2 separate regions of the Hordeum vulgare genome follow, and region 1 is linked to region 2. Evidence: chromatin contacts called from public Hi-C data. All regions are on one chromosome and are shown on one strand. Each heading gives the region's core, a stretch centred on a gene start, on an enhancer-like site or on the middle of the called end of the contact. The rest is flanking DNA. Distances are from core to core; before and after follow the strand shown. Region 1 holds the start of LOC123447893 (transcriptional corepressor SEUSS-like). Region 2 holds the start of LOC123447891 (mitogen-activated protein kinase kinase kinase 3-like).

The links. Hi-C and Micro-C count contacts between places; a contact is called where the count stands out from the background.
Region 1: a Hi-C map of seedling shows a contact between it and region 2, with 4 times the contacts expected there. The contact joins the promoter of LOC123447893 here to the promoter of LOC123447891 in region 2. A contact is called at or near these places in 4 of 6 Hi-C or Micro-C datasets (leaf and seedling) and 1 of 1 datasets of contacts at active chromatin or transcription factors (embryo).

What each region holds. Positions count from the first base shown.
Region 1 is chr4H:65,606,437-65,613,676 of MorexV3_pseudomolecules_assembly, reverse strand. LOC123447893 (transcriptional corepressor SEUSS-like) reads left to right here and starts at 3,685. Exons shown (of 10, transcript XM_045124609.1): 1 at 3,685-4,090; 2 at 4,487-5,746; 3 at 5,849-5,968; 4 at 6,151-6,199; 5 at 6,278-6,492; 6 at 6,624-6,692; 7 at 6,809-6,903. The coding sequence starts at 4,625.
Region 2 is chr4H:65,089,486-65,096,198 of MorexV3_pseudomolecules_assembly, reverse strand. LOC123447891 (mitogen-activated protein kinase kinase kinase 3-like) reads left to right here and starts at 2,238. Exons shown (of 11, transcript XM_045124607.1): 1 at 2,238-2,773; 2 at 3,777-4,250; 3 at 4,353-4,440; 4 at 4,531-4,593; 5 at 4,792-4,952; 6 at 5,050-5,125; 7 at 5,212-5,271; 8 at 5,345-5,452; 9 at 5,536-5,790; 10 at 5,969-6,099; 11 at 6,192-6,687. The coding sequence starts at 2,451. The coding sequence ends at 6,441. It overlaps LOC123447892, which reads right to left. Exons shown (of 1, transcript XM_045124608.1): 1 at 6,445-6,713.

The DNA.
Region 1 (7,240 bases), core at 2,436-4,935, 520 kb before region 2:
AACAGAAAAAGATCGGGAAGCCGGAGAATCAGGGCAGGGGCCACCAGGGACCCCACAAGCCCTCATGGCACTGCCAGGGGGGCCTGCGCCCCTGGCTTGTGGGCTCCATGAGCCTCCTTTGCCCTAGGTTTTGCGCCTATATATTCTCTAAAATTCCATAAAAAATCAGGAGATAATCGAAAGTACTTTTCCGCCGCCGCAAGCTTCTGTCTCCGCAAGATCCCATCTGGGGCACGTTCTGGTGCCCTGCCGGAGGGGGGATTCGGATACGGAGGGCTTGTTCATCAACACCATGACCTCTCCGATGATGCGTGAGTAGTTCACCATAGACCTACGGGTCCATAGCTAGTAGCTAGATGGCTTCTTCTCTCTCTTGGATCTTCAATACAAAGTTCTCCATGATCTTCATGGAGATCTATCCGATGTAATCTTCTTTTGCGGTGTGTTTGTCGAGATCCGATGAATTGTGGATTTATGATCAGATTATCTATGAATCTTATTTGAGTTTCTTCTGATCTCTCTTATGCATGATTTCATATCCTTGTAATTATCTTCGAGTTGTGGGTTTTGTTTGGCCAACTAGATATATGATTCTTGCAATGGGAGAAGTGCTTGGTTTTGGGTTCATACCGTGCGGTGACCTCACCCAGTGACAGAAGGGGTAGCGAGGCACGCATCGTGTTGTTGCCATCAAGGATAAAAAGATGGGGTTTTCATCACTGGTTTGAGATTATCCCTCTACATCATGTCATCTTGCTTAAGGCGTTACTCTGTTCGTCATGAACTCAATACACTAGATGCATGCTGGATAGCGGTCGATGTGTGGAGTAATAGTAGTAGATGCAGAAAGTATTGGTCTACTTGTCTCGGACGTGATGCCTATATGTATGATCATTGCCTTAGATATAGTCATGACTTTGTGCGGTTCTATCAATTGCTCGACACTAAATTGTTCACCCACCGTAATACTTGCTATTTTGAGAGAAGCCTCTAGTGAACACTATGGCCCCCGGTGCTACTTCTCAAACAACAGCGCCAGTCGCTAAAGGGGCCATCTCTTTGGCCAAAGACCCATATGTTGCCAATCGACCATTTTCTCGGTGAAGGAGCCATCGAGTACCAAGTCCGATCCCATGGTGAATTAGCAAAGAACTCCCTCTAAACTCGAAGAAAGTGCACTATCAAAACTCATAAGCGCACTTTGTAGTTAGTGCACGATGCATAAATTGTAGTGATGTCTTATGTTGTCAAATAAAAAAAATGATTTACTTTAATGAAATTTACACGATGTCTTACCTTCAAATGTTTCGTTCCACAAGACCAATAAGGTACAAATATATACTTTCTTTTTACCTGCATCGTTGATGAACGTTGACATTTATTTGTGCAGCGTTGATCTACTATACATGCATGTATGTGACGATATGGACCCATGTAGTTATGATACATTTTTTCCGTTTATAATATGAAAATATATACATATGATTGTGTATGGTATAGTGCGACAAGGGGTTGGAAGAAGTCCAGCAGGCTAGGTAGCCAGTCCCCACTCAAACATCATGGATCAGTTTCATAAGGACTGTCGGTTAGTGATGCTATGTTTTTTGCATGCCCTTAAGATAGTCAACATTGATTGGCTGAACCATCACTATTATACACATCATTGATTGGTCAACCAGCTTGTATGTGATGTCACTAACATCACTCACACAAAACCATTGAAGGGTCGTAAGCGCGTCGGTGATGATATTCTTTGGGCGTGAATTATTTTCGTCTTTCTAGTAGTGTGGCACCTCCATATCTGTGCATGGGCTTCGTCTGCTCACATCATGGGTTGTCGCAAGTTGGGCTGGCCTACACGAGATAACTATGACCCACCTAGCTAGGCCACCATATATACCCCATGACGTGGAGTTGGCTAGAGCACAATAGGGAACACCAGACATGCGATGGCCACCATCAGCATGGCCAAATCCGAATATCAGGCCCGTGGACACGCGACATCAATGCCGGAGGAAGCCCCCGGAGGCGGTGGTGCTGGAGAATAACGCCACATGGGCAAGAAGGCTGGACCCTGTTGGCCCAAGACGAGCACTGGAACGGCCCACGAGGGGGCGAGAACCAAATGACGAGTGCGAGGGAGCATCACAGCCGCAAGGAAGCCAGGGCGTGTCGGTGCCGATACAAACAAGGTAAAGGTGATGATATCTCCGCGAGCCAATGGGAGGGGGAAGACGAGCAGCAACGTGAGCTCCCGCCACCACATACCACTTCAGGTGAAGGAGGTAGGGGCTGGGGAAGGGTTATCGTGCGGCTCCGACGGATGCCACGTGTGTGGACAACACAAGGGCAAGACAAATGGAGCAATTAAAAGCATATTTTCTGTGTGCGAAATGTTCGTAATAATCTTGAATGTTATCATAACTAGTAATAACCTAAAATACACACGCTACGTAAGACAGATGAAGCACCTAAAAACATCTGTTCTGCGAGCGATTTTTTTGTATTAATTTGAACATTGCTAAAACTAATACTAATTTACGAAATGCACTCCACATATAACAAATGTAGCAACTAAAAGAATCTTTTATGCATGCGAGACATTCGTATGAATTTGAATGCGGTGGGAACTAACACTAATTTAAGAAACAAACACCACATAAGACATATTGTATAACTAAATAACATTTATCCGCGTGTGAAATATTCGTAATAATTCCGGACGTCATAAGAACTAACGATAATTTAAAAAACACACGTTACCTAAAGACAAATGTTGCAAGTAAAAGAATCTTTTCTGGGGACGCAATGTTTGTATTGATTTTGATGGTTATAGAAACTAATGCTAATTCTAGAAACACACATCACGTAAGACATGTGGTGCAACTAAAAGCAATTTTTCCTCATGTGAAATGTTCGTACTGATTTCAAACATTATATAAACCACTACTAATTTTGAAAACACACATCATGTAAGACATATGGTGCAACTAAAAGCATCTTTTCGGCGCGCGAAATGTTCATATTAATTTCAAACGTTGCAGTGGAATGGTTTTAGAAACACATCACACAAGACATCCATCTTTTCTGCAACGAAATGTCGAACAAAACATAAACTTCATCAATAATTTTTCCTACATGAATGACAGCTCTAAAAACCTCCGCATTGTTTATATGCTTTTATTTACTGTTGGTATTACTATTACTAGATAGATGGACTAGAAAAAAGTGGACCTAGATAGATAGAGTATACTAAAGTCAGTCTGACTCGGAGTTTACTAAAGCCCCACCTGCGTTTTCATCACAACGTGCGTGACAAGAGGAGGAGGGGGAGGGATATCCCCGGGCGGGTGCCACACCGTTGGCCATGGCACGGGCACGGAGCACGCGCTCCATTGACTTCTTTTAACCTCAGCAGCGCATCATCCCAGTCCCACAACCAAAACCGAGAAAACAAAACACCCCAACAGAAAGAGAAAACACACCATCCTAATCAGACCCCGCCCCACCGAACCCACGCGCCCACCCTCCCACCGCCCCGCGGGGCCCGCGCGGCGCCGGCCCCGCCCGTCGGCGACCGGAGCGCAGGATCCTCGAGGTCGCGCCCCCCGGATCTTAATCAAATCGAATGGGAATTTTGACGTCCGCAAGGACAAAGCCTCAGAATTTTCCGCTTCCGCCTCCTCCCCCCCCTCTCTCTCTCCTGTTTCGTTTCGCTTTCTCTCTCCTCCTCCTCCTCCTCCTCCTCCTCGTTTGGCCTCCTCCCTCCCTCCTCCAGTCCACAGACCCAAATCCCGTCGCTCGCACACAGGGACGAGAGGGAAAGATTTTTTTTAACGAACGAACTGATTTTTTTTTTATCCCGCTGTTATCTCCCTCCGACCGGCAGCGCGGCGGGGGGGCCTAAACCCTAGCTAGCCGGAGCGGAGCTTATCCGGCGCGGCGGTGGCAGTGCTGCTCCTCGCGGCAGTGCGCGGCGCCGGCGGCCGACGACGCATCCCTGCGGGCCTTCGCCGCGCGATTTGGCGCCGGCTCGAGCTCTGGATCGCCGGATTCGCGGCGGACTGGATTTTGCTGGCTGGTCGCGGCGGTGAGTGGCGTCGGGTTCCGGCGTGTTTCGCTCGGCGGGTTTTCGGTGACGGGGTCGCTGTTGATGCTGCTGCTCCTTGATTTTTTTTTTCCTTTCTTTCTCATTTTGCGTGTTTGGGCTCGGAAGCTGCGATCTAGTCGGGGAGTTCGGGGTTGCTTAATTCTGCTCGTGTCTGCTGCTGTGCTCGGTTTTTTTTTTTTCGGGTTGGATTTGGTGCAGATATTTTGCTTTCGTCGTGGCGGCTTTGAGGAGTACAAGTTTGCTTTGGATGCTCGTTTGTGTTGTTTCTAAGTTGATTTCAGGTGGTGGGGATTGGTGTTCAGTAGATTTGTGCTGGAGATACCACTCTAGATCCAATGCCTGTGTCCTAAAGCTGGAGTCTCTGCTTGTTTTCAGGGTTTGCTGCCTTGTTCCTGCTCAATTTTGGCGGATCTTGCGGCCGTTCCGTGCTGAAAGTATGGCCAGGTGACTGGTGGCGCTCTCGATCTTGGACTAGTTTCTGCTGAGTTGGTAGCTCTCCCATTGCCTGCAACGATGGTATCGTCAGGGCCGCCGAACCCAATGGGGCCTGGCCAGCCAGTAGGCGGTGCCTCACTTCTCCGGACAAGTTCTAGCCTGCTCAGTGGTGGCCAACAGGGAATGGGTGGGGGTGGCGGCATGCTTCAGTCGCAGTCCCCCTTCTCATCTCTTGTCTCCCCGCGGACTCAGTTCGGGGGAAATGGCTTGCTGGGAGCAACCTCTAATGTCTCCTCCCTGCTCAACCGGTCATCGTTTGGAAACGGGAGCCCTGTTCCAAGTCCAGGACAAATGCCAAACGGTGGGCTTCCGATGAATACCCTTCAGCAGAGAGGGGGGCTTGATGGCGCTGGTGATTTTATTGGCACGGGAGGATCCGATCCCATGTCGTTCCCATCCTCCTCGCAGGTTAGTTTGGGCAATCACCTAGGTTCAGATATCCTGCAGCAGCAGCAGCAGCAGATGGACGCGCAGGATTTGCAGCACCAGCAGGAGCAACAGCATCAACTACCGATGTCTTACAACCAGCAGCAGTTGTCGTCACAGCAGCCACAGTCGCAAGCTAAGGTGAAGTTGGAGAATGGCGGCAGCATTGGTGGAGTCAAATTAGAACAGCAGATAGGACTGCCTGACCAGAACGGCCCAGCCCAGATGATGCGCAATGCTGGAAATGTAAAATTTGAGCCGCAGCAGTTGCAGGCGTTGAGGGGTTTGGGAGGAGTCAAGATGGAGCAGTCGAGTTCGGACCCATCAGCGTTCTTGCAGCAGCAGCAGCAACAACAACAGCACCATAACCATTTGTTGCAACTCACGAAGCAGAATCCTCAAGCTGCTGCGGCTGCCCAGCTGAACCTCTTGCAACAGCAGCGTCTTTTGCATATGCAGCAGCATCAGCAGCAACACCAACAGATTCTAAAGAACATGCCTTTACAGAGAAACCAATTACAACAGCAGCAGCAGCAGCAGCAGCAGCAACAGCAGCAGCAGCAGCAGCAGCAGCAGCAGCAGCAGCATCAGCAGCAATTACTTCGTCAACAGAGTCTAAACATGAGAACCCCAGGAAAGCTGGCTCCTTATGAGCCAGGTACCTGTGCAAAAAGATTGACCCATTACATGTATCATCAGCAGAACAGACCACAGGTAAAAGATTTTGTTGTTTGTTTCAAATGAGTAACTTCATATGTTCCAAGCAGAAGACATGTGCTTACAACTTAGGGCATCTACCCATTCCTTTTGATGCAGGATAACAATATTGAGTACTGGAGAAACTTTGTCAATGAGTATTTTGCTCCAACTGCTAAAAAGAGGTGGTGTGTATCTCTCTATGGAAGTGGTCGTCAAACTACTGGAGTTTTCCCTCAGGTGGTGTCTTTCTCCAACTGCTAAAAATAATATGTATCTACCTATATTTGTTTTATGCAAGTAAATTCAGCTCTATTAGTTAGTCAGAGCCTTAGATAATTTGGAGTAACACATAGTGTTTTTAGTATAATTTGCCTTGTAAATTCTCATTTATAACTTTCCTTATGGCTTTGCACCTGCAGGATGTCTGGCACTGCGAAATATGCAACCGAAAGCCTGGCCGGGGCTTTGGTAAGCATCATTTAATTTTGTGCATCTTCCTCTCTTACTCGTGTTTCTAAGTTTGATCTTACATTCTTACCTTTACAGAGACAACAGTAGAGGTCTTACCTCGACTATGCCAAATCAAATATGCGAGTGGTACATTGGAAGAACTATTATATATCGATATGCCACGTGAATCCCAGAATGCATCTGGACAGATTATTTTGGATTATGCAAAAGCTATTCAGGAAAGTGTCTTTGATCAATTGCGCGTGGTACGTGAGGGGCATCTAAGGATAGTTTTCAATCCAGACCTCAAGGTATTGTTGTTCAATTTTGTACTTTGTTCTTCCTGTCATTATATCGGTTCTTTTTATGATATTATTCTTAATAAGTTGTGCCTTTTGGACTAACATATTACACAATCCTGTACCATTTCCTTTTATTGAAGATTGCATCTTGGGAGTTCTGTGCTAGGCGCCATGAGGAACTGATTCCGCGGAGATCAATAATACCTCAGGTATGAAGACTTTTAATGTATATACATAGTTTTATTCACAGGTCAGGGATCTTGTTATTTGTATTCAATTTGGATCGAACACCTGATATATTTTTGCACTTTGATGTTTATTTCAGGTTAGTCAGCTTGGCACGGCAGTACAAAAATACCAGGCTGCTGCTCAAAGTTCAACGAGTTTAACGACCCAGGACATGCAGAATAATTGCAACTCGTAAGGAGATCGGCTCTGATGTGCTTAATATTTTTCATCTGAAGTTCTTCCCTGAATTCAGATTTACATATTCTCTTATCATTTAGTTTAGCCATACTGATGCTGGTGCTATCTATTATATTTTTGTCAGTAGTTTGTTCACTTCTTTTCCTCATGTATACATGTCTGTTCTGTTGAAATTTATTATTTGCCTTCCCTGTAAAGGAGCCAATTGTAGGGTGGAGCTAGTTTCCACATTGTGTTGTTTTAGATGCATTGGCCGTAATGGGAAGATGAGAGCCAAGATAATATGGACCTTAGTCCAAAACAAGATAATGTGGGTAGGGTAAAGGTCCGA
Region 2 (6,713 bases), core at 989-3,488:
AAAATCAAAAAGGAAAAGAGCTCCCTTGCGATCTTTCGGGCAGCGCCAGAAGCTTCCCCACGCGCGCGCCGGGGCCGAATTAGGCGGACGGCGACGGCTGCGTGCATATTTCCCATGTGACGCCGATCGAGTTAAAAGCCATCCATCGACGCGAGACAGCGAGAGATCGGCGCAAGTGGTGCGGTGGCGACGGGTGCGTGGCGAGTGGCGACTGGCGACGGTGGTGGGCGCGCGCCATCCCTCCACTCACGCTCGCTCGCTCGCTCGCTCCCTGCTCACTCACTCAACCGGCCGGAGGTGACGTGCGACCTCGGCCGGCGCCCGGGCGAAAGGGCAAGGTGAACCAGCCACGAAGCCGCGGCGGCGGCCGCTGCACTCCCGCTTGTGCGCGCGCGGCGGACGTGCGTGAACCTCGCATTCCGTGCCAACATAAAAATATCGTACGTTCATGAGGGGAGACGCGACTACTATGTGCTGTTCGCTAATCTGGCGTGCTCATAGGTGGAATGCTTCTGCGTGGTACTACTCATCTTGTACACCTAATAACCAGTTTTTTCCTCCAAAATGATAATAAACAGGTTTTTATACATCGTATTAATACCTTTTTCTTCTTCTAGGATTGTGTATCGATATATTTCCTTCTTTTTTTAAGATTGTGTATTGTTTTCTCCGTAAATTAATATAAGAATGTTTAGATCATTAAAATAGTGATCTAAACGTTCCATTTTTTCGAGATTGCGTATTGCTTCCTTCGTAAACTAATATAAGAAGTATTTAGATCATTAAAATAGTGATCTAGACGCTTTTATATTAGTCTACAAAAGGGTAATATCTATTTCAAAGTTGGTATTTTATTGATTAAGCAATAAAGTCACATAAGGTATCCCGGATACAATCGGGAAAAGATGCAAAACGCACAACAAACTCGAATTCTTACAAGAATTATGTACCAATACCGTTGTGTAAGTTAGAAGTACTCGACTCCCCCAAACTTTGGTAACTCCAACTTCGACGCAAAGTAAACATTTGCAATGGTGTGGAAGCACGAAAAAAACCATCTCGTAAAACTTTTGGAGATGGCTTCCACTGATTGAAGCATGCGACAAAAAATGTAAAGTTTGATTATTTGTTTTCCTCCGAGTGAAGTGTGTTTTCTAATCTCGAATTTAAAGAGCTGATTGTAGTCGAACCCTTATCTCCCAATCCATGAAATTAGGGACCACCAAACTTAACGGTCCCATTTATTTCACGACGAAATTGTGTTTTCTATCAAGATCACAAAGCGTTGCCGGTAGAGACATGGAGCAATGCCGCCTAGCCAGAGCTAAATGCGTAGAGACCCCATTCAGGGAAGCGACGTGAGAGATCGCCTCGCAAGACAATTCAGGAAGATGACTATCACAAATCATTCCCCATGTTCAAATTATTTTCTATAATCGATCGTCTGATCATCCTTTGTAATCTCTTCTCTGCTAAATCAGTGAAAAGCCAATGAATGAATGCGGATTGCGGGCAATATCATGGGTGCTATGTCCATGTAGCGGATTTGTAAAAACACTACTTCATTCATTTTTAAAATATCATACTATTAGTCTATATAGAGATTTCAATATAAACCACATACGGAGTAAAATGAATGAATCTGCGTTGTAAAATATGTATATATATATCAGTACGTAGTCAGTATTAAAATATCTATAAAACTATATTTAGGAACGAAGGAGTAGATTGTTGTCTACAGTATATTTTTAGATCATTAACAAAAAATAGCGACATTTAATTTAAGCAATATTATCTCCGCTATTTGAAACTATGGCACTAATACATCACTAGTGCTCGTCTTTTGGACTCAATAGCATCACTGCTCACTAATAACTCTGCCGGCAGCCAGTAAACAAGTGATGAAAGGAAACGAGAAGTCTTCCCGCAGCCGGGCAACCACTCCCTCCGCTCTGCGTGCTTCTAGCAGCGCGTCCCCGTCGACCCCACCGGACACGTCACGCCACGTCCACGCCACCACCGTGTTCGCGGGCCCCGCATGCAGCGACGCCACACGGTCCCACTCCCACAGGCCAGCCGCCCCCAACAACTGGCGGGCCCCGCCTACCGGCCTCAGAAGATCGTGACCCCATCGCCACCCGCCTACGTGTGCAGCTTCCAGGCGGGAGACAGATATCGCTACGCGCACCCACAGTGGGGGAGAGAGCTCGAGACAACGGGGGCTGCGCGGGTGGGGCCCGCCAAGGGGACCCCGGTCGTTACAAGAGTCCCCGCCCCCTCTCGCTCCTCCTCTCCCGCGTGTACGCCTCTCTGTCTCCCACCTCCGGCTTCCTCCACGACGATAGCCATTTCAGCCCCCTCCCCCCTCTCTCCCGCATCTCTCTCTCTGGGGACTAGCTTTCCCGGCCAAACGAGCGCTGCGTGGCCTGCGGCGCCGTGCGGGAGGCAGGATGCCGGCGTGGTGGAAGGGCAAGGGCAGGAGCAAGAGCAAGGCGGCGGCGCCGGCGGGGGACGCCGGCGCAATTCCGGCCGGAAAGGACGGGGAGAAGGACAGGAAGAACAAGAAGGCGAGCAGCTTCGACGAGGCGCTTATCTCCAGGGAAGGCCGCGGGAAGCAGCCGGCGCCGGCGGTCGGGCACCCGCTGCCGCGGCCGGCGTCCATGCCGTCGGCCTCCGCCCCCGCGTCCGCCTCCGCGTCCGCGTCCAGCGGGGGCAGCTCGTCGCTCGGGTCCTCCGCCGCCTCCGACGAGCCGCTGGATCTCGGAATCTACAGGTGAGGGGCAGCCCGCCATGCATACTGATCGGCAGAGTACTAGTAGTTGGCCCGGTGGTTAATCTGCTGGGCTTGGGTGGTTGGTTGGTTGCTTCACACACAGGCTAAAAGTTCGAGCTTTTGCTCCTGCGCTCGTGCTGAATTCGGTGTAAAGTTTGGCGTGTTCTGGCGGCGCTAGGCGTGTGGTACTAGTTGCTGCTGTTCTGCTGAATTATTATTCTTATTCTTTTTGTTGAATATATATGCCGTCAGTCGGCAATTGGAGGTAGAGTTGAGCTGTTCTTGTCATCTGTTTGGTTTCGAGATTAGTTTTTTCTTTTCTTTTTGCTGCTTTGCTCGGAGCTGCAACTTTGATGTTTCTCTGGTTTTCCTCCCGAAAGTTATGTTCCTGTGCACTGATTAATTCTTTGGTCAGTTGGCGGATGAATCCAGTTGGAACAAGATTCTGCTGCCCTGTTAGCCTGAAAAAAAGAAGGATCTCCTTCGATCCCTGATTCATACTAGCTGTTTATAAAATTCAGGCTATTGTCTGGGCCTTGATCGATGGGTTTGGTTTTGCTGTTAACAAAGATGAATTTTATAAAATTCAGTGTTGTTTTCTTGGTTGCAACACTGATCCTTATCGTTTGGATCTCCGTTTGGCACTAGATTAGTGATGTTTTTACGGTAAATTTTCGTTGCTGTTATAACTGTTGTTTGTATTGATTTTTCAAGGCAGTTCCATCAGCCGATTTGCCAATCTCATCTAGAATTTGTTATTGTGCAAATTAATCTCGAACTCTGTGGCCCAACTTATCGCCGTGTGCTACAAGCATATGAGACAATGCTTGTTGACCTTTTCTTCTTTCAAATAAAGAAATATTACTAAACGACATTCCTTCACCCCCAATTATGGTGTTAAGATATGATAGCTCTAGAATGCTTTAAAAAATCTAGTGATGTCAAGTGATTGGTTCAAGGATGTGCGTTTCAACTGACTTGATTTTCATGCTTGATTCAATAGGATATCGGATGCAAACAAAACGCCGGCCATTGATTCTCGGAGACAAAGTCTTGTGCTAGACGAAGGACGCTTCGTCATAAGCAATCTGGCTTTGGAGAATAACAGATCGTTTGAACCCTCAGTTTCTCCAAGGAAAGAATTTCAGGCCAATATTTTGGATCTTCCAAGTGATCGAACGACGTACTGTCATGGCCGAAAATCGACAGAAATTGTGTTTGCTACACGGATGCCAAGCTCTCCCCCTAGTTCAAGAGGAAAACACTGTCCAACCTCACCTGTGCATTCAAGAGCATTTGGGCAATGCCCAGGATCCCCTACTGGGTGGCAAGACGATTCCCGGAGCTCAAGTTCACCGCACCCACTTCCTCTTCCACCAGGCTCCCCGTGCACATCTCGTTCCCTCCATTCACAGTGGAAGAAGGGGAAGTTATTAGGCAGTGGAACATTTGGGCAAGTATACCTCGGATTCAACAGGTGCGCTGTTTGATGCTAAGAGCCTCTATTTTCCCCTATTCTTCAGAAACTGAACCTTTGCTTTGTAGCAGTATACTTACCTGCACTCTAAATGTAATGCAGCGAAGGTGGCCAAATGTGTGCAATTAAAGAGGTTAAGGTTATTGCTGATGATTCGAACTCAAAAGAGTGTCTGAGGCAGCTAAATCAGGTATCATCTTTGGAGCATATTGGATTAGTCAGCATCATTCTCATGTAACGGAGTTACTTCATTGATACTGACACTGCTCCTTATTGACAGGAAATGCTGCTCCTGAATCAGCTTTCCCATCCAAACATTGTGCAGTACTATGGCAGTGAACTGGTAAATACAAAACATATGACGATCTTCCATGCTTTATTCTTGAACATGTAACATTATTATAAATTACCCAAGCAATCACAGCCGCTATAATATTTTATCTGAAAGTTAAGTGGTGCTACAATGTTAACTTGGTAGATACATTAGAATATATATATTTATTTACCACTTTGCCTGAATAAGTTTCATATTGCAATGCAGTCTAGTGAAACACTCTCAGTCTATCTTGAGTTTGTTTCTGGGGGCTCTATACATAAGTTGCTTCAAGAATATGGTCCATTTGGGGAGGCAGTCCTCCGGAGTTACACTGCGCAGATCCTTTCTGGCCTTGCATACTTGCATGGGCGGAATACAGTGCACAGGTATTAAGCAGTCATCAAAGTAAATAGAATAGGATGGCTATTTGTTTTTGAAAAACATTACATCTTTCTTACTGATGAAAACTTACCTTTCTCACAGGGATATCAAAGGAGCAAATATACTTGTAGATCCTAATGGTGACATCAAACTTGCAGATTTCGGTATGGCCAAGCATGTAAGTACTAATACTGTGTCAATGATCTGACATTTATTTTATTTATACATACATCAGTTTGTTAAATGTGCATTTTATTTATACAGATATCAGCATACACATCCATCAAATCTTTCAAAGGAAGCCCCTACTGGATGGCTCCAGAGGTAAGGCTACTGTAATTTTCTCGTGTATTTTTCCTTGTTAGTTGAACACCAACTGATATTATTTTTTCCCCAGGTTATCATGAATACAAATGGATATAGCCTTTCAGTGGACATTTGGAGCCTTGGCTGCACCATTCTTGAGATGGCAACTGCAAGGCCTCCATGGAGTCAGTACGAAGGGGTGAGTGTAATGACAATTTTAAATAGCTATGGTGGTTGTTCTTCTTCTGATTGTATGCTAAGATTTTGTAATCAATTTCACAGGTGGCTGCAATATTCAAAATTGGAAACAGCAAAGACATACCTGATATCCCAGATCATCTTTCTTCTGAAGCGAAAAGCTTTTTGAAACTCTGCTTGCAGCGCGATCCTGCTGCACGCCCAACTGCTGCTCAATTAATAGAACATCCTTGGGTGAAAGACCAAGCTTCAGCTAGGTCCTCTAGGTCTGGCTCTGGCTCTGGCTCTGGCATTACTAGGGATATGTTCCCAACTTCCACTGACGGCAGCAAAGCGTCGGTACGTCTACAGTCTATGTCTATGCACCGTCAAATATTGGTCTATATTATGAAATCTGCCTGTGCGTGTGCTATGTATGATAACCAGTTATGGCTAGATGAGATCATCTCTCATATTAGTTAGCCTGAATATCGAGTGTGGTGTCCTTTAATTTCTAACCACTATGATTAAATTTCAGGTAAAGACAAGCATCGAGTTGTCATCCTACAGAAGCTTATCACCTCTACGAGATACTAATCTCAGGATGAGAAACTTAGCGGTGCCAGCATCTTCTATTCCTTCGATATCAACTCGCAGGGCCTCTGCCATGTATGTTCTCGTTTACTAATTTTGCTAAAAATATGGTAAATTACATCTCTTGCATCGTCTAACAGAATATTCTAATCTGATTTGTCCAGCAGCGCATCCAGTGTACGTATGAACATGTCCCTCCCCGTCTCGCCATGCACTAGCCCGTTACGGCAGTACAGGCAGTCGAACCGGAGTTGTTTGCCATCACCTCCGCATCCAGCATATTCGGCTGGAGCAGCCAACTACAGCCCTATCAACAATGTGCTGTACCCTACGCGGCCAAGCAACTATCTCACAGACCCGTGGCTCGAAACGCCTCGCCAGAAAACGCAAACATTTGATTCTCCAAGAAGATTGTAGAAATTTCAAACATACATGTTTTGCATACTGGGACGAAAGATACCCCATAAGTTATGGTGTTAGAACTTAGGAGGACAAAGGCGGGTTTTTTTTTTTTTTTGCTTTCTGTTTCACCCTTTCTGTATGTATCTCACCCTCAGGATACAGTTGCCTCGTCCTTTGTACAAATTAAATGAGCTCTAGTGAAAAAGAATAGCATTTTTGTTCAAGAAAAGAGAGAATGGCATTTCAGGCTGTCCTTCAGTACCTTCATCTGTTGTGTCCCTCGTATG